Regions from separate parts of the Sus scrofa genome. Here region 1 is linked to region 2. A link is a contact called in public Hi-C data. All regions are on one chromosome and are shown on one strand. Each heading gives the region's core, a stretch centred on a gene start, on an enhancer-like site or on the middle of the called end of the contact. The rest is flanking DNA. Distances are from core to core; before and after follow the strand shown.

The links. A called contact is a pair of places that touch in the nucleus more often than the background predicts.
Region 1: a contact with region 2 is called in a Hi-C map of liver, with 10 times the contacts expected there. The contact joins the promoter of NELFE here to the promoter of VARS in region 2. A contact is called at or near these places in 5 of 47 Hi-C or Micro-C datasets (embryonic fibroblasts, fetal heart ventricle, liver and 2 more) and 1 of 2 datasets of contacts at active chromatin or transcription factors (alveolar macrophages).

What each region holds. Positions count from the first base shown.
Region 1 is chr7:24,045,575-24,048,598 of Sscrofa11.1, forward strand. It overlaps NELFE (negative elongation factor complex member E), which reads right to left and starts at 1,327. Exons shown (of 11, transcript NM_001101825.1): 1 at 1,251-1,327; 2 at 729-811. The coding sequence starts at 803. SKIV2L (Ski2 like RNA helicase) reads left to right here and starts at 1,442. Exons shown (of 28, transcript NM_001101817.1): 1 at 1,442-1,554; 2 at 1,633-1,736; 3 at 2,420-2,529; 4 at 2,623-2,740; 5 at 2,869-2,983. The coding sequence starts at 1,533.
Region 2 is chr7:23,897,996-23,900,879 of Sscrofa11.1, forward strand. It overlaps VARS (valyl-tRNA synthetase), which reads right to left and starts at 1,270. Exons shown (of 33, transcript NM_001195378.1): 1 at 685-1,270. The coding sequence starts at 1,071. LSM2 (LSM2 homolog, U6 small nuclear RNA and mRNA degradation associated) reads right to left here. Exons shown (of 5, transcript NM_001123136.1): 5 at 2,390-2,870. The coding sequence ends at 2,745.

The DNA.
Region 1 (3,024 bases), core at 77-2,576, 150 kb after region 2:
TTCGTTAACCACTGCGCCACGACGGGAACTCCCAGGAATAGTTCTATTTGACGAGGAAGGGCTGCCAAATTAAGGCTCTTTTATAGACAATGTGAAACCACTGGCTTTTGAGAAAAAGAAGGACAGTGTTTTCTGTTTTCAAAGCACCATTTTAATAGAAGTAAAAAAGTCTGTCGAAAAAAGAAACTTGCTGAGAGACGATTACAACAGTCTAGGTGAGCATCAGCAAAGGCCTGACTGCGAGAATACACAGGAAGGAGTAAACAGAAGAAGTTACTTCAAAGGAGGAATCAAGACGACTCGGCAAACATTTGGCTACGCAAATAAGACAGAGACGAGATCTGGATTCCAAACAGCGGGAGAAGTGAATGGAGTCAGTCCTATTTGGAAGACCAAGATTAGAATAGGTAAGACCAGAGCGGCAATATATGAAGGTTATTGGCAAGATACAGATGGAACTAAAAAAAACCAAGCCTGGGATCACCAGTTCTTAGGTGGTACTAAAAGCCGGAGGAAAGGAAGACACCTCCATGGCAGACTATACAGAAAAGAGAGAAAAGCAAGTATCCACCTTGAGAAAGTCCACCCATGAAGGGACACTGAGAGGTGCCATGTCTCTAGGTATGAGCTAGAAGAACCCCCACCCCCCCATCCCCTCACACTCACCCCAGGTGTTCTCAGTGTAGAGTCTTTGAAAGTTTGGGCCATGCCCACACACACTCCCTCACCTTTTTCTTGAGTTTGTTGAATTTCTTCTGCAGAGCCTCCTCCTCCTCGCTCAGTCCGGGGGGTATCACCAACATGGTGGCTCCTGGTTCAGGGGCAGGGCCCAAGACATCTTTCTCCACTGTCACCGCCCAGGGGTCACACGCCGTCCACACTGCACCCAATCCCACCCCTCCAGGCCTGCCTACTCCTGTCTTTTGCCTCTCCCTACCCCTTGCTTAAACCAGCTGCCGTCCAAGCCCCCGCTCGTCGGGATCAACCAGCATTCCCTTCTCTCTCCGGGAATCACGGATACCAGCGCCTTGGGGCACCACGTAGCCCAGGAAGGGAGAAACACCCCCTCCGTCGCGAAGACGATGGCACCAGACCCCCCCTACCTCGCTGGGGTTAGTATGGCATTCGCAGGGTCCGAAAAGCAGAGGAGGCAGTGGAACCCGCGCAGCGCTCTCAGAGCAACGAACAGGGCAAGAAGAGAGAAGGAGCTCGGAAAAAAGGGGCGAAGGGTGAGACGGAGAAGGCCTTACCTGAGGGGGCGGCAACCGGAGCCCCACGGTCTCGGGCGGCGCCCGCGCGGGCAGCGGATCGCTGGCTCGGAGCGATGACGTAGCGAGGGGCGGAGACCGCGGTAACCAAGGCGGCTCGCGGCGCGCACACTTCCGTCCGGCCTCCCACCAGCTTGGGTTCCGCCCCTCGGTAGTGCTCGTCCCCGCCCCCAGCGGGGTGTGTTCCGGAAGTCGCCGCTAGTTCCGCGGGTTTCGGCTCCTCCCTACACTTCCGGGCTGCCCGGCAGCTACCGTGGCTCCAGGATGATGGAGACGGAGCGACTCGGTGAGGGGGCAGAAGGTGGGAAGGAGGAGGAGACAGGGAATGACCCTTGACCCCTGACCTGTGATTTTCCTCCCATAGTGCTGCCTACCCCAGATCCCCTGGATCTGCCCCTCCGCGCCTTGGAGCTAGGATGTACCGGGCGCTGGGAGCTGCTGAATGTGCCTGGGGCTCCAGAGAGCACCGTGAGTGACTTTTAGCTCTAACCTAACCTTGACCCTTATTAATAGGGCTTAAAACCCCTTTCAGCCTTCTCACAGTAGGGTCTAACCTGACCTGGCTCACCTGTCTCTGGACACCTGTCATCCCAGCTTTGGACTGGTGCGGGATGGATCCCAACCCAGTCGACCTGCAGTGCGTCAGAGCCCATGAGAAGACAGAGCAGGGAGCCCTGGGGATAACTTTAGCTCTGAGAACTGCTCTTTCCAGTGGGTCTTTTCTCCCTGGCATCTTCTTCTGTCTCCAAGCACCAGGGCACTTGTTGGTGGCTGATAGGTCAGCCCTTGAGCACCTTCGGTTTTTCATCCTTAGGTCTGGGGCTCCTTTTCCTAAAACTAGTGATTATCAGAATCTGTGTGCCTCATGATTAGAGGGGGAGCTTTCCTAAATTAGAAATTCTTAGGTCCATCTCCAGAAATTCTTTAATCCAAAATCTATATTATTAAACAGCTCTCCAGATAATTCAGTTGCAGGTCAGTTTTTCCTATAAAGTAGGACAACCTTTGGAAACTATTGCTTCAGCCTAATTGTCCTAGCCTGTATGGGACACCTACCATTTCTGATCTAAACATGAAGCCCGTCACCATCTCTTTTGTCTGTGTCTTACTCTCTTTCCTTGCCTCATGCCTCTCGTCTTGCCCTGTTCCAGCTTCCCCACGGCCTCCCACCCTGTGCCCCAGATCTGCAGCAAGAAGCAGAACAGTTGTTTCTGTCCTCTCCAGCCTGGCTGCCTCTGCATGGTGTGGAGCACTCAGCCCGGTGAGGAGTCTAGAGGGGCCTGGACTAGGGGAAATGGGTTCCTGAAGGAAGTTGAGACAGAGGAGAAAGAGCTGAAAATTTCTTTCTGTCCAGAAAATGGCAGAGGAAGATGGATCCCTGGTCTCTCCTGGCCGCACTGGGGGCCCCAGTCCCCTCCGACCTGCAGGCCCAAAGACACCCAACCACAGGCCAGATACTAGGCTACAAGGAGGTAAGAGGTCAGGGGCCACAAGAAGCAGAGTTGGGAAGTGGGGGGGGTGGGGTGGGGGGGTGGCGGCCGGAGCGGGGGGTTGTCAGAGGCCAACTCAGCCTCACTGGCGCTCTGATCTCTTGCCTCAGGTCCTGCTAGAGAATACAAACCTGTCGGCCACAACCTCCTTATCTCTTCGCCGGCCACCAGGGCCCGCCTCCCAGTCCCTGTGGGGGAATCCAACACAGTACCCTTTTTGGCCAGGTGATGCTTGTGGAAATGGGATGGTCGGGGAGAGGGAGCCC
Region 2 (2,884 bases), core at 20-2,519:
AGTTGCTGTGGCTGTGGTGTAAGCTGGTGGCTACAGCTCCGATTCGACCCCTAGCCTGGGAACCTCCATATGCTGCAGGAGAGGCCCTAGAAAAGGCAAAAAGACAAAAGAAAACAAAAACAAAAAAATCCAAAAAGTACTAAATATTGAACCTGTGCTCAACATTCTGTGAGGAGATGGTGTTATAAGGACGGTAAGGCACAGACCCACTCTGAAAAGACTTCCGGCTGTAATCTTGTGTGATTTGCTCTCTTTTCCCCTACTTTCCCTCCTCTTCATTGCATTTCTCCCCAGCCAACTGTCATCAGTCCAGGCCTGGTGCCTCTGCACCAGTCTCCTGGTGTTCTACTTCTTTCCCTGGCCCTAGTCTTTTCCTACAATTCAGTAACGTCTAACCTTATCAGTTTCAGATCCATCGAGCCCTCCCTCACTCAGAAACGGCAGAGCATCTGGCATCAGATTATGTGCTCTGACACATCTTTTAATCTTCTCAACATGTCCTCAATTTTCGTTTCCATAGGCATAGGAAGACCAAGGCTCCCGGAGGTCAAGAAAGCTGCCCACGTCTGCCACACCAGATGGCAAGTAGGGGTGACCAGTCTTTTTCTGACATAGTATCTTTCTGGCTCACTGCCCTCTTCGAAATTCCCTCCTGCCCCTCTCCCCCGCTCAGCTTCTTCTCACCTGGGGGTCCTGGGCAGAGCTTCGGAGTCCCAAAGCTGGCAGCGTTGCCCCACAGGCAGCTGGTATTAGCTCCGTGTCTGCGTAACTGACCCACTGCTGGACAAGGACAGCGGCCCGACTACCTCCAGGGCCCCCCAGGCCTGCTGGCCACAGCAGCTGGGCCACGGCCGTGGCTCCCCACACCCAGAGCCCACCGGGCCCCTGCTCCAGGGCGGGCAGGCGGGGTGGGGGAAAGGGAGTCCTGCTGGCCGGGGGCGGCTGAAGACAGACGCGGGGGTGGGCTCCTCCCCATCCTGGACCCTCCCCAGCCTCGCCGTAGCGGGCAGCTATGAGGGCTCGGAGGCTGGGGAAGGCATCGGGGTGAGGAGAGACGTAGAGGATGGACATGGTTGTGCAGGAAGTCCGAACGAGGTGGAAAAACCCTAAGAGAAAAGGGGACAGAGTAAGACCGAGGGACCCGGGGGCTCCTGAGTAGCTCCCCTACCTCAGGCTCCCGAGGCCCCCAGAACTGAGGATCTGATGGGGCCTCAAGATCCGAGGACCCTGCTCTCGGAGTGGCAATGACAGTGGGTAACTCCCCAAGCCCGCGAGCCCTACGGGCGTGGGGAGGCTCGAAAGAGCCTCTCCGCGGCCAGTAGGACGCGGGTTCAGGCCACATGTACCTACTGGAGGGAGATGGTCACACAGAGCCGGGCATCCACCTCATAGCCGGGCGCCGGCCGAAGTTAGACGGGCCTGGCAACCGGGGCTGAGGCGTCCGGCGGGCGGGGATGGTGGGCGGTCCTCCCGGTGACCCTAGATCCCTGCGACAGCCGCCCGGGCAATCTGCGCCCACGTGTTCCCCCCTTTGTGACTACGAGCGTTTCCGGGCCCCGGGGTCCTGGCACGGGCGCCCGTGCCCCGCCTGCGTGTGCCGGCGCTGCCTGGCCGATCTTGGCCCAGGGGTGCGCCGCCCGCCGCAGACTGCGCTCCCGAGGAACCGTGCGGGCCGCGGGCACGGGAGACGGGGTCGGGGAGGACGCGCCGGGAACCGCACTCCCGTCAGGCGCCGCCGCGGGCACCCCGTACGGGTCCTCGGGCGGGGCGGGGTGGGGCGGGGGGGGCGGGGCGGGGCGGGGCGGGAGGGCGGTGCCAGCGGGCCTTCACGCGGCGGCGGCGGAGGGCGGCTCCTGACGCCAACGTGGGTAGGGGTCCGTTTGGCCGAGGTCCTGGTGTCCAGCTTCTCCTTGAGCCTCATTTCCTTCTACGTGGGAGGAGGGAGTCGAATTGGATGGCTTCTAACGGCCCTTCGTCCTGAGAACCCTCATCTGGGGCGGGAACTCTTACTTGCTAAATGAGTTTAGAGTTAATTCCCAGTCACAACTCTCCACAATGAAAGTTGTCACTTGTATTTATATGCAATAGATATTGGGGAAGCACTAGATCCAGCATCAAACGCATTTAGGTGTCTCATTAGCTTCCACCTTAATACAAGGACAGCAAACATTCGCAGGTACAGTATTAGGAAAAGGCTATGGTAGGTAGGCTGCATAGGTAGGGGGCATGCAGTCCAACTGAGGTACGGTTTGTATCAGGAAGAGTGGTAGCCAATACGGACAGGACGGGTTGGGGCCTTGGCTTGGGTAATGAGAGTAACAGGGCTGGGTGAATTCAGCATCCCTTTCCCACTCTCTAGCCCCCTTCCCAAAACACAGAACCAGAACTCGAATTTGCATCATAAATTTTATTCCCGATGCGGGACAGATTCCTTCCATCCCCAGAATGAATCACATGCTACCCTAGAAAGACCTGGGAGATTCTCCCACCTCCAGGGAAGAAGTGAGAAAGGCAGGTGCTGGGGATAGGGAAGGCTTCGCAGTTCCCGGGCTTCCTTTTCCTCCCCTTCTCAATACAGGAGAGTAGCTCTCCATTATTATTACTCTCATCCACTCATCCCTTAAAAAAAACACAAAAACTTTGCTGTGAAAAAAACAACACCTCAAGTATGGGAGGGAGGCATCCTGAGCTGGGACATGAGGCTCAGAATCACCGATGGAAGGAGGGAAAGGGAGGAGCAGCCATCACTGCTTCTGTTGCAGGGCCTCCTTCCTTGCTGCGTCCTGTAGCAACTGTGTGTCAACCTCATCTGCTGGCAACTGCACATAGCGAACCACTGAGCCTCGGATGAAGCAGTTCTTCACTGATAACTGGACAAAGATAC